Linked DNA regions of Rattus norvegicus: region 1 is linked to region 2. Evidence: chromatin contacts called from public Hi-C data. All regions are on one chromosome and are shown on one strand. Each heading gives the region's core, a stretch centred on a gene start, on an enhancer-like site or on the middle of the called end of the contact. The rest is flanking DNA. Distances are from core to core; before and after follow the strand shown.

What was found. Hi-C and Micro-C count contacts between places; a contact is called where the count stands out from the background.
Region 1: a contact with region 2 is called in a Hi-C map of liver, with 10 times the contacts expected there. The contact joins the enhancer-like site here to the promoter of Reps1 in region 2. A contact is called at or near these places in 11 of 12 Hi-C or Micro-C datasets (the A7r5 cell line, Schwann cells, frontal cortex and 6 more) and 1 of 1 datasets of contacts at active chromatin or transcription factors (oligodendrocytes).

Annotation. Positions count from the first base shown.
Region 1 is chr1:14,656,652-14,662,767 of GRCr8, forward strand. The region is part of intron 2 of Ect2l (epithelial cell transforming 2 like); the gene reads right to left. Among named protein-coding and RNA genes, the nearest start is that of Ect2l, 18 kb to the right of the region's middle. Within about 2 kb of position 4,235, at least 11 of the 93 cell types and tissues checked have an H3K27ac peak or open chromatin away from gene starts, as enhancers often do. A contact at or near this core is called in the A7r5 cell line and liver, where this site is marked.
Region 2 is chr1:14,515,342-14,520,929 of GRCr8, forward strand. It overlaps Reps1 (RALBP1 associated Eps domain containing 1), which reads left to right and starts at 2,248. Exons shown (of 20, transcript NM_001415798.1): 1 at 2,248-2,796. The coding sequence starts at 2,644.

The sequences.
Region 1 (6,116 bases), core at 2,985-5,484, 140 kb after region 2:
CACACAGCAGAGACTACAGGCTACCAGGGTGGGAGAAGGCACACGCCCACCCTTAAGTCCCTGCTAAAGTGTAAGGTTGGAAAAAACCACCCGGAGAAACTCTCTGCAGACATCGCTACCATCTCTGGGGCGGAATCACTGTCTACAGGGTCTCTCTTCCACCAAACACTCTCAGGGATGTGAATCCCATGATGAATTCAGTCCAATCCTGAGGTGCCCTCAACCTTCAGGTCCCTGGGTGTGTGGTAATTAGCAATACTCAGGCACCTAATACCTGAGTGGGATTGCAGGCAGAGAAAGGAGAAACATGGAATGGGTGGGACGTATGTAAACCCTAGGTGGGAATGGAGAAGAGACAAAAGACGCTTCCTGACTTCCACATCAACCCACTCTCTGGATATGTACTGTGTGCACGAGGCTAGCTCTCGCCATCAAAACAGTTTAGACAAAGTACCATATGGGTGGCTCTATGTGATACAGGGAGACGTTAAACACAACAGACTCGCACCACAGAACATAGGAACTAAGAACTTATGTGCAAGACTTGTTTAACAAGTCCACTCCTCCCCGCAACGTGTCAGCTTCCAGAGTTTCGGTTTCTCCTTTGCTTTTAAACTTGAGCATTTTTGGTGGGGAGGGGACTGGAGAGATGGCTCAGTGAGAGCTCTGGGTGCTTTTGCAAAGGGCCAGGTTCCATTCCCGGCACCTCCATGGTGACTCACAACTGTCTGTAACTCCAGTCTCGGAAGATTCAATACCCTCTTTGGACCTCTGAAGGTACCACACACTCGTAGTACACAAACATATATGCAGGCAGACATAGTCATACACATAAAATAAAATATAAATAAATAAACTTGTGTTTTCTTTATTAGCTTCATCAATCCCTACAAAACATCTCGGCAATGAATGACAATATTTTATATGATTGCTCTAACTGTGTAGAAGGTTGGAGAATGCTCAGAATATGGGTTTTGGAGATAGAAGAGACAAAATGACCCAAACTTCCAGACTCTCTGTCTGTCCATATATGGTAGTTTGAAGTACAGAGGTACAGCTTGTCTCTGAGTATTTCCCGCTCCTTTCTGAGAAAGTTCTGCCTTCTCAGGCTCCAAAGACTTCTCCTTCGTCCATCTGAACTCCTTTGTAAAAATCTAGTCTTAGCAAAGAACATTGCTAAGTCATTTCAGAACAAACCCCAACCCTTGATACCTGATCACCCTGGAAATCCGATCGGCTTCCTGATCCTTCAGTGCCTCAGAGGACGTCTGATCCCCTGGCCTGAGTCCAGCAGGAGCCTGCTAGCTTGGTTTAGACAGAATCCCCTCGCCCCTGAGTTTCCTCGGGGTGATTTTCCATCCACTCTGCTCTGCACCTTGGCTAGAATTTTTACCTTGCCTGTGTTGTCTTCAGTTCAAGTCTCATCCTTCCCTGGCAGCAAAGCCCACAGCAGTGATGGCGCCGCCAAGGTCCTAAAGAGTCTGTCTCATCCTGCTTTGGTGTAACACTATCACTGGCTGATGCTTTCTCCTTAAAACAACTTCCCATTGCCAAGTGCAAACGCTCTCCTTTAGAATGAGTCTCCCGAACTCAAGGTTATGCGGCTGCGCTGGGCGCTAACTTAAGCTGGAAGTTAACGTTGTCTCTGAAAAACTTCATACACAATTTCTCAACAGACTACACCAAGTGAGATTTCCTCCCCTGATCCCTCGAGCCCTCTGCCGCATTTACTCAAAGGAGAGTCTTAGAGTGGGGATGGGTCTTTACTCTTAAGTATACAGGGATGCACACGTTTTCCTGCCCACTCCTAAGTCCATTCTGCTCTGGAAGAGACAAATGACAAGACTCCCATGACCTTCCTTCTTTCGTCAGTCCCTCCCCTCCCCCACCTCTTGAAACCGCAGTTGCATGAATGCCGCCACACCCACCCAAGAAGGCTACAAGTTTAAACTTCTCCAGTTCTGGCAGGAAAGGCCTTTGTAGGAAGGCGGTGCAGCTGTGCAGAGGCAACTTAAAACCGGTCCCACCAGTGCAGCAAGGAGAGCAACTCACAGCCCTCAGAGGCGGCTCCAAGTGTGACAGATACAAACAGCCCAGTGGCCTTCAAAGGTCAATGTAGTCAAGGCCGGGTGGGGTTGGGGGTTGGGGGGAGACAGACACCAGCAGGAACCATGTGACCTGCTAACACATGAGTCCTGGAGAAACTGCATAATGGAGGGGTAAAAACACTTCCTGGTAAAAAACACTGGCCAGAGGGATGGTTGGAGAAGCTAAATCAGTAAAATAAATCAATCAATCGATCAGTCAGTCAATCAATAATCTTAGTTGTTATAAAGTTCCACTTAAAATCATTCTAAAAATTAACAGCGTGGAGTATTAGGGGCTATGTGAATTAAAACAAAGTTATCCGGAAATTATAAAACAAGTCATTAGAGGGGCTGGGGATTTAGCTCAGTGGTAGAGCGCTTACCTAGGAAGCGCAAGGCCCTGGGTTCGGTCCCCAGCTCTGGGGGGGGGGGGGGAGGGGGGGGACCAAAACAAAGTCATTAGAATAAGAGAAAGAATGGGAGTGCAGTTGGGGGGTGGGAGGACAAGGGAACTTGCTGGGGAAAATTGTGACCAGAATATATCATATGAAAAAGATTTTTCTCAACAAAAGAAATAGATTGGAAAACAAACAAACAAAACCAATAGCCTCTGCCATGAGAAAAAGTCCCCATACAGTAGAGTTCACCCAAGAGTTCGAGCAGCTACGTGATGTCTATTTTTCTTATTTATTATGTTTACATTTGGGGGGGAGATTATGGTGTAAGAAGATTCAAAAGAAACACTGAATAAATAAATAAGGTTTGGTAGTTCTGTTCTGTTACAGTCATTCACTCCACTCCTAACTATATACACTCCGTGGCTTTCATTCCTCCCATAGTGAGGATTGAGTCACGCCCTTGACGTTTGAGGCCAGTATTCTACTACGAAGCTCTCTGCTATGAGTTCCTAAGAAGAATAAAAGGCCAGAGCAATGGCCACAGGTACAGGCATTTGCTGACCTCAGTCGCTCGGACCCACTCGATGCGGTAAGACCCCAATTCCCACAAGTTATTGTCCAACTTCCACACTTAGCGTGTTCCTAACCGCCATCCACCACATACACTAAATAAATAACTTTGATGAACACATGAACCCTAGAAACTGGTCTAAAACGGAAAATTAAAGAAAGACAAAATTAGGGAAATAAAAGTTCCCCTTTAGAGACATTTGGATACAGATGTTCAGAGCAGCATGATATGCAACAGCCCAGGGAGGAAACAAATCAAATGTTTACGGGTGACGGTTTGAAATATTACAAGTCCACACAATGGAATACTTTTTAACAAGAAGTGTTAAAGCGTGCTATAAAATGGATAAACCTTGACAAGTTAATACATGAAAAAAGTTATAAAAAAAACCAGCTGTTACTTGGCTCTATTATATATGGAGTCCAGAGGAGGGTAAATTTAGAGAGACAGGAAGTAGACTTGTGTTTGGACACATCTGGAAGGACAGGCGGTAAGGGCGTGGCTCTCATCGACTAGGAGGGCACTCTGGGAATGGTGGAATGTGTTAGCCTATGTGATGACCGCAAAATTCTGCGAATACTCTAAAACCGTTCACTTGAGTCCCTCAGCTACTGTCATTGTACACGAATTATATCTCGACAAGGATATTTTAAGGGAAGCTGACTAATTGTATTAGCTGTTCAAAAAAAAAAAAAAAAAAAAAACCTAGTCGAGCTTCTACATCTAACTAAAATTGAACACAGCTCGAATTGAATCAAGACTACTAGCCCAGAGCGAACCTCTGGAAACAGTTGAGGGCCAGGTAAAAGTCACCCATGTCTGCAAGCCTGAGATGGGGAAGAGCGGGAGTGGGCAGATTGTGTTCGATGACAATCTCTACAAATTAAAGATGACCTCAGAAGGTCAAATCTGGAAACCAGGAGCTCGCACACAGCTAGCTTCCTGTGAAGTCAGCAGCCCAGAGCACGTTAACAGCTGCGCGAACTGTGACTCACTCCCTCACTGATCTCCCTGTGAGAGCGCAGCTGCTGTCAAAGGGAGCGAGGAAAAGCTACACAACAGGTTGGTTCCACATTCTCATTTCACAGAAAGAAGAATTCGGGTGCCAAAGGGTACAATTTCTAGTGACAAAACCAGGTCTACCTTAAGCCGCCTCAAACATACCACAAGATCTCTAATGACCTCCAGTGGTAACAACTGAAACTGCTTGGTTTATGGAGCCCGAGACTAGAATGCACTCCACAATGTGATCATGGATATGAGGTTTGGTCTGCTATTTATTAATTTTTCTAGAAAGCTGGAAAGGAATCCTAGGAAGTGACTACGGTGAAATGTGCCTCCTCTTGCTCTTCAGACACTCACTAAACAGTCTCTGCTGGGCTGTGGAGATGTTTGATGTTTAGAGCACATACAGCTCTTCCAGAAGCTCTGAGTTCAGTTCCCAGCACCTGCACTGCACAGCAGTTTACCAACACCTAAAGCTTCATCTCCCGGGATCAGACATCCTCTTCAGGCCTCCACAGACACCCCCTCCACAGACACACACATGTAAGAATAAGAAAATAAATATTCTTTTTAAAAAAAAGAATCTTCACAATGTCAGGCCCCAAAGGGGATAGGAACTCCACAGGAATATGAACAGAGTCAACTAACCTGGACCCTTGGGGCTCTTAGAGTCTGAACCACCAACCAAAGAACATTCATGGGCGGAACCTAGGCCACCCCACACATATGTAGCAGATGTGCAGCTTGGTCTTCATGTAGGTCCTGAATAAATGGAGGGTAGGGAGGCTATCCCAAAAGCTGTTACCTGTATGTGGGATGTGTTCTTCTAGCTGGGCTGCCTTGTCTGGCCTCAGTGGGAGAGGAAGCACCTAGCCTCACAGAGACTTGAAGTGTGTGTCGGGGGGCAGGGGGAGCATCCGCTCAGAGGAGAAGGGGAAGGGGTGTGGGGGTAGGATTGTAGGAGGGGGTGACCAGGAAGAGGACAATGAGCAGGATGTAAAGTGAATAAGGAAAAAATAAATTAAATTAAAAAGTATCTTCACAATTCATTCAACCCAGTCAGAGAGATGTTTTCTTTTCCAGGGTACCCCACCAGGAAGCCTCAGTGGACAATCTACTGCGAACCCACAGAGGTGGGAGTGAGAGGCCAGTATAGAAGAGAAACAAAACAGAACAAAACTCATCTTGCCATGGCGGGCAGGAGTAGGTGGGAGGAACAGTAGAAGGCAATTTTTGAAGTAAGAGCCACTCTTGATGGTTTATGAACCTTGTATAAGAAATTGAAGGTCAGCCTCTCCTTGAGCTCACAGTGAAAGCAACTATCCCCAGTTGGCTGTGGGACATACCCAGAGTTTCACTAAACAAACAAGAGGAAATAAGCCGCTTCCTAGAGTCCCCTCTGCCGGTGCGACAGAGTTCCAGTTCTCTGTCTACTGGATAAAGAACGTCAGACTATGTACAAAGGAAATATGCCGCTCCGTTATGATTGTTGGCTGAAGACACAGTGATTGTCCCAGACGGACTCAAGGTAACGTTTCTGGAGATGAATCTGGCAAAACCATTCTTATAGAAGCTGCTACTGCCCACCCAGGTTCTTCAGTCAGGTTCAGGCACACCGAGGGGCTTTCTAGAATATTCTGGTTGCACACACATCTTGAATAGCTCCAGTTTCACTCACGAGAGTCCACTGATAGCACTTAGCTGGCTGTTTGATAAGCTACCGGCTGCTCTGATTGTCTCCTGAGTCTGACGTTTGCTCTGCTCACTGGAAAGTATCTGGGAGCAGCTGAAGTATTGCGACTTGCCAATCAGAGAAAACTAATCATCTCTAGAGTAGTAATTCCTGATCAGAACATTAGCTGCCCTGGCTGTGATTTCAACTAACAAATGTCACACTGTCTACGCCAAAGGGCAATGGAAGAATAGGAGAAGGTCAAAACCTGTGGGACGCTATGTGTCTTGTCATAACCCTAAAGGCCACTAGCATTGTCCTTTCTTATGTCTTTTTCGGTTCCATCCAGTACTTAGTAATCATTTATAAAATGTCTACCTATG
Region 2 (5,588 bases), core at 998-3,497:
GTTGTCCTCAATGTGGTAATTAGCATAAAAATTTAGAAAAATTCCTGGGCCACAATAACACTCAGTAATTACTAGTTATGAATATATATAGAAAGTAGATATGCAATGAAGAAAAAGAATTCAGATTAAGAGGATCAAACACAGTGCAACAGCTGGAGATCAGGTGTCAGGGGAACTGTTCTCTAAGACAGTGACCTTGGAACAGGAGAATAAACCGTAGAAGTGTCTGTGTGAGAATTCAGACAGGAACAAAGGCCTGGGGCAAGAAAGAGCTGCTAGCTAGGCCACGGGAAGGTGTCAGGGAAAAAGGGACTGGTGACAACAGGAATCAATTCCCACCTGGTTGAACCTATCTTTTAAAAAATACACACACACACACACACACACACACACACACACACACACACGACACACAAACTGACACACACACATACACACACATACATACACACACTCACACACATACACACACTGACACACACACTCAAACACATACACACACTGACACACACACACTCACACACATACACACACTGACATACACACATACACACTCACACACATACACACATTACACACACTGACACACAAACACACTGACATACACACATACACATGCACACACATACACACACATACACACAGGCATACACACGTACACACACTGACACACACATTCACACACATACACACTCACACACATACACACATACACACTCACACACATACACACATACACACTCACACACATACACACACATACACACTCACACACATACACACATACACACTCACACACATACACACACATTCACACACATACACATACACACACATTCACACACATACACACTCACACATATACACACTGACACATACACACATGCACACACATACACATACACACACTGAACACACATACACACATACTGACACACTGACACACATACACACACATACACACACAAAATCTGAAATTGTGAAAATGAGTTATATGAAGTAGAGTAATCTGAAAATGTCGACACAAAGTGGCATCTCTAAAGACTTAGATGAAGGGCTTCCCTGCTCATTTAGACTCAGCCTTCGAACAAAGCACGGCAGAGTGGTGCTTTTGGTGCCAGAGTCCTCCCTTCTGTTTCCTGGGCTGTTTGAGATAGGATTTCTCCCACATGGTCTAAGTTGGCCTTCAGTGTTCTATGCAGCTGAACATGACCTTGAACTCTGATCCTCCTGTCCTCTACCTTCCAAATGCTGGGATTACAGGTAAGCACCACCACGCGTGGTATAGGGGGTACTGGGAATAGAATCCAGGGTCTTGTGCACGCAAGCGCTCTAAGAAATGAGCTACAAACCCAGCCCTCTATGTCGGCTCAGTCTCATAATGATGTCCTCTTAATGGGCTAGATGTAACCAAACTTGACGAGTCTTCTGTGTAATCTCCCTTGGCTCCCATATCTGAAATACTTCGTATTTAATGCTGACAAGATAGCTGGCTGGCTGGTGATAGTATCCCATCACCAGGAAAGCAAAGGCAGAGGGATCAAGAGTTCAAGTCCAGCCTGACTTCATAGGGTTTCAGAAAAGAAATAGTTTAAAAAAGATTAAAGACTCATTAAGGGTGTATGAACTCCTGAGACAGGTGCAGATTAAGACAGCGCATTTTTCCCCCCACGGAGGAAAGGATCATGAGCCACAGGAGGCCCTGGAGTTGGCTGAAGGCCTACATAGGTTTATAGAGTGGATGGCATAAATCGACAATATTCGGTTTCCGGTGACAAAAACAAAAAAACCTCTGACCGTTTATTTTTTTCTTTCCATTTTGCAAACTTGGGTTTTATAGAAGACCGGGCTTAGGAGTGGGAATTCAGCCTCGGTTTAAGCGTCCACACCTGAGCAAGCTTCCCAGCTCCAGTGGACAGTGTAAAATGATGCACTCCTCCTCGGTAAGTGCAAACGGGTAGGAACTGCTGCATGCCAGAAGCTGCCACACTCGAGCCCGCAGCCCGACCTGAACCCTCCGCATCCGATCGCTGGCGGACTGGTCCTCAGGTGCCCCTCGCCTAGGGTCCTGGCGGAGGGCGCCCAGGGCCACTGGTCGCGCCGCGGGGCTCCGGCCAGCAGGGGGCGCTGCGGCCCGCTCTCCCGGGAGCGGCCAAGCCAGCCCGGTGGGTGTTTCTCTCTCTCTCTCTCTCTCTCTCTCTCTCCCTCTCTCTCCCTCTCCCTCTCGCGCTCTCTCCTCCCGGCCTCACATCCGGGTCTGGAGCGCGGCCGCCGCTGTCAGTGCCGGGCCGGGGCGCAGTCAATGGCGGCTGAAGGAGGCGGAGCGGCGGCCACGCGCAGCCCCGAGCCCCCGAAACTTTAGACTTCCGAAGCCCCACAACTTCTCGGAGGGGGGTGCGTGGGCGGAAGGGGAAGCCGAGGCGGGAAGCCCGAGGGACGCGGCCGAGCCCCGAGCCGCCGCCTCCTTCCCCACGCCGAGCTTTGCGGCCGCGCGCCGCCGCCGCCGGCTGCCCCGGGCCACACGAGCTCGCGGCCCCGCGGGGAGGCCGTGCTGCACGCAGTCCCCCGCCGGCCGCCCCGGGTCGCGGGGCCGGCGCCCGGGTGGTGCATGCGGGGCGGGGCGGCCGCGGGGCCGAGGCGAAGATGGAAGGCTTGACGCTGAGCGACGCCGAGCAGAAATACTACTCGGATCTCTTCTCCTACTGCGACATCGAGAGCACCAAGAAGGTGGTGGTCAACGGGCGAGTGCTCGAGCTGTTCCGGGCCGCGCAGCTGCCCAACGACGTGGTCCTCCAGGTACCGCCGCGTCCCCGGCCGCGCGGGCCTCGGGCAGCGGGAGCGGGAGTGGGCGACGTTTCCAGGAGGGCAGGTTCCACCCGGGGGGCTCCCGTGCGGCGGGCAGAGGCCGCAGGTGCGGGTGCGCGGGGACTCCCGGAGGGGGAGGGGTCGCTTGCCGGGGTGGGGGCGGGGGTCTGCGGAGCCTCAGCCTGCATCCCTCGGCCAGCCTGTGCACGGGAAGAGCAACTTCCCCGGGAGGCTCTCGGCTTGTGTGCGGATCCTAGCTTCTGCTGTGTGTGTTCCACATTCACAGAAGCTCTTCGGCTCCCGCACAATAGGAAAGTTACGAGTATAGGCAGGCAAAATGCCATATGAATTGGAGTGAGCCGAGCAGACTCGATGAAGTGAGTTTTGTTAAGGTATCCAAGAAGCAGGTTGGTTTTTTTGGGTTTTTTCTTTTTTCTTTTAGGAAGCTGTGTTTTTTTGGGGGGGGGGTTGCGACTAAGAAAATTTGAACTTCTGGCTAGTACTTGGCGTGTAGATAGATGTGAAAAGAACTTGTTCGTAGGATGGGTGGCCGATGTACCGTGGACAGTATCTTCTAGTGGGCTTTCCGAGTGTAGTTGGTGGAGCTGGTTCATTGGGTTTGGGATCTACTGGAACAGCTGGAATCAGAAGGTGGATATTCTCCTCGGTCTGTAGCTCTGCCCTGTAGCAGCAAGCACGGTTAGTGTAAACCTTCTTTGTCGTCTGTTTTTACAGGAGACTTCGTAGAAGTGCTAATATTTGTGATGAGCATTAACGCTACTGCCTCATGATTCATAGCTGCTAGTAAGAGCCTTTTTAAACGGCATGGGAGGAAGGAACCGTTTTAAGTTTTCATCCTAATATTGATCCCAAATCAGTTATCCGAATCTCCAAACACATGGAGATGGAAGTGGATAAAATGTAGGGGAAGCAGAATATTGGGGCAGAGGTTTTGTTTTACTTTGTTTTGAGACGGTTTCTTGCTTTATATCCCAGACTTGCCCTGAACTTCAGGGTCCTTTTGCTCCCTCAACTGCTCAAGTGCTGGGATTACAGGTGTGGGCTGGGCTAGGAGTCTCTCCGGGCTTTTACTGTGGTCTCCTATCAAATAGAATGTGACTCTGGGCCAGCACTCCCGTCTCCCCAGCCTTGAGTTCTTGTAGGCCCATTTTAGAGTGAAAGTCAGTTTGCTTAGAACAAAAACTCTAATAGATATAAAAATTTCTACAAATACTTCGGATATAGACGATACCCTAGTGCCTACTGTGGTTTAGGGAATGAGTTCTTTCTCTCTGTTTTATGTTGTCTTTTTTTTTTTTTTTTAAGCCTGGGGTGTGGTGGGGAAAGGTAAGTGTTTTAGGATAAGTAAGTCTAGATCTGTGCTGCTGAAAAGGGCAACATAGTGACTATTTTAGGCTTTTGCCGCTATTAACATTCTGCGAGGATTCACTGTTTTTGTTTTTTATGGCTCTCTTACAATGCTGAAACCAGTTTTAGCTTAGGTTCACACAACTGCCTGTAGTTTGCTGGTGGTCCTGTAGAGCTAGTGTCTTAATGGATTTGGTACAAAACCTACAGGTTCTGGTCAAAACATGCCCATTTATTATGGAAATAAGACATATAAAGGACTTAAAATCAAGGAGAAGCCTCCCATATTCTATCTTAGCTTATGTCTTTGGGGCTCAGAGTTGACAGAATGACTTTTTGTCGTTCTCATGGTGTACAAGACTTTTAGGTTGTTTAAATATATTGTCGTTCAGGGCATAGAAGTTAGCATTGATTAGCCTCCAGCTGAGGTATGTTCAATAGATCCAACTTATTTTCATATTTTACTCAATCGTATGGGTATTTGAAAATAACTTTCTATTGTTTTGTGCGTGGAGAGCTTAAGTAGCTTAAATATTTGGGATTCAATCGCACATTGGGAACCGTAGGAATCTCTGGAGCCAGACTTTCACAGTACTATGTTCAGGTTGAGTGTCCCTGATCAGGGCATCTGTAATACTCCTAAACTTAAAACTTTGTGGGCCAAAATAGCACAAGTGGAAAATTCCACATCATGAAACTTTCTTGTATTCATAATTATCGTTTTTTTTTAATTTACTCTCAAACTGTGGGACCACCGTGTATATGAGACATAAAGAGATCTCTTTAAACTTGGATCCCACCCCCAAGGTATCTCATTGTGCATACACAAACATTCCGAAATCTGGAGGGGAGAGTTGAAACTCAAAACACTTCGTTTTCAAGCATCGCTGATAAAGGACTGCCAACCTGTACTGCATAGCAGTCTGCAATCTCGAAGGCAGTTTACTTAAAATTTGGCCTAAGACATGGAAATGTGAGACAGAAGGGGGATGCGGATTTAGTTTCTCTTATGGGAGTTTGAGGTTTTCTGAAAACAGCAGTCCATGGCTTTCAGTGAGAAGCATTTGGGGTAACTCAAACATAACATACAGTTCTGTTCCCTTTCTCAAGCTAGATATTGGGGGAAATTAACAGAAGCACAAGGTGCTCTGAGGGCTTTGTAAATTACAGGACCATTCAGGTGTAAAGAAAAGGGTACCTGGAGGAAGCACATTGGGTTCACAAGCACAAAGGAAATAAAAACAGGACAGATTCAGATGGACTTCTTTCTAAGTTGGGATGGGGAAGAAAGTTGGGCTTCTAGGCAGGGGAGAAATATGACCAAAGTGGACCTCCTCCAAGCCTTTTCAAGGACTAGTAGATGATAAGGTTTTACCTAAGCTGAAATATGTTTGGAAATAATGAAACAGAGTTAG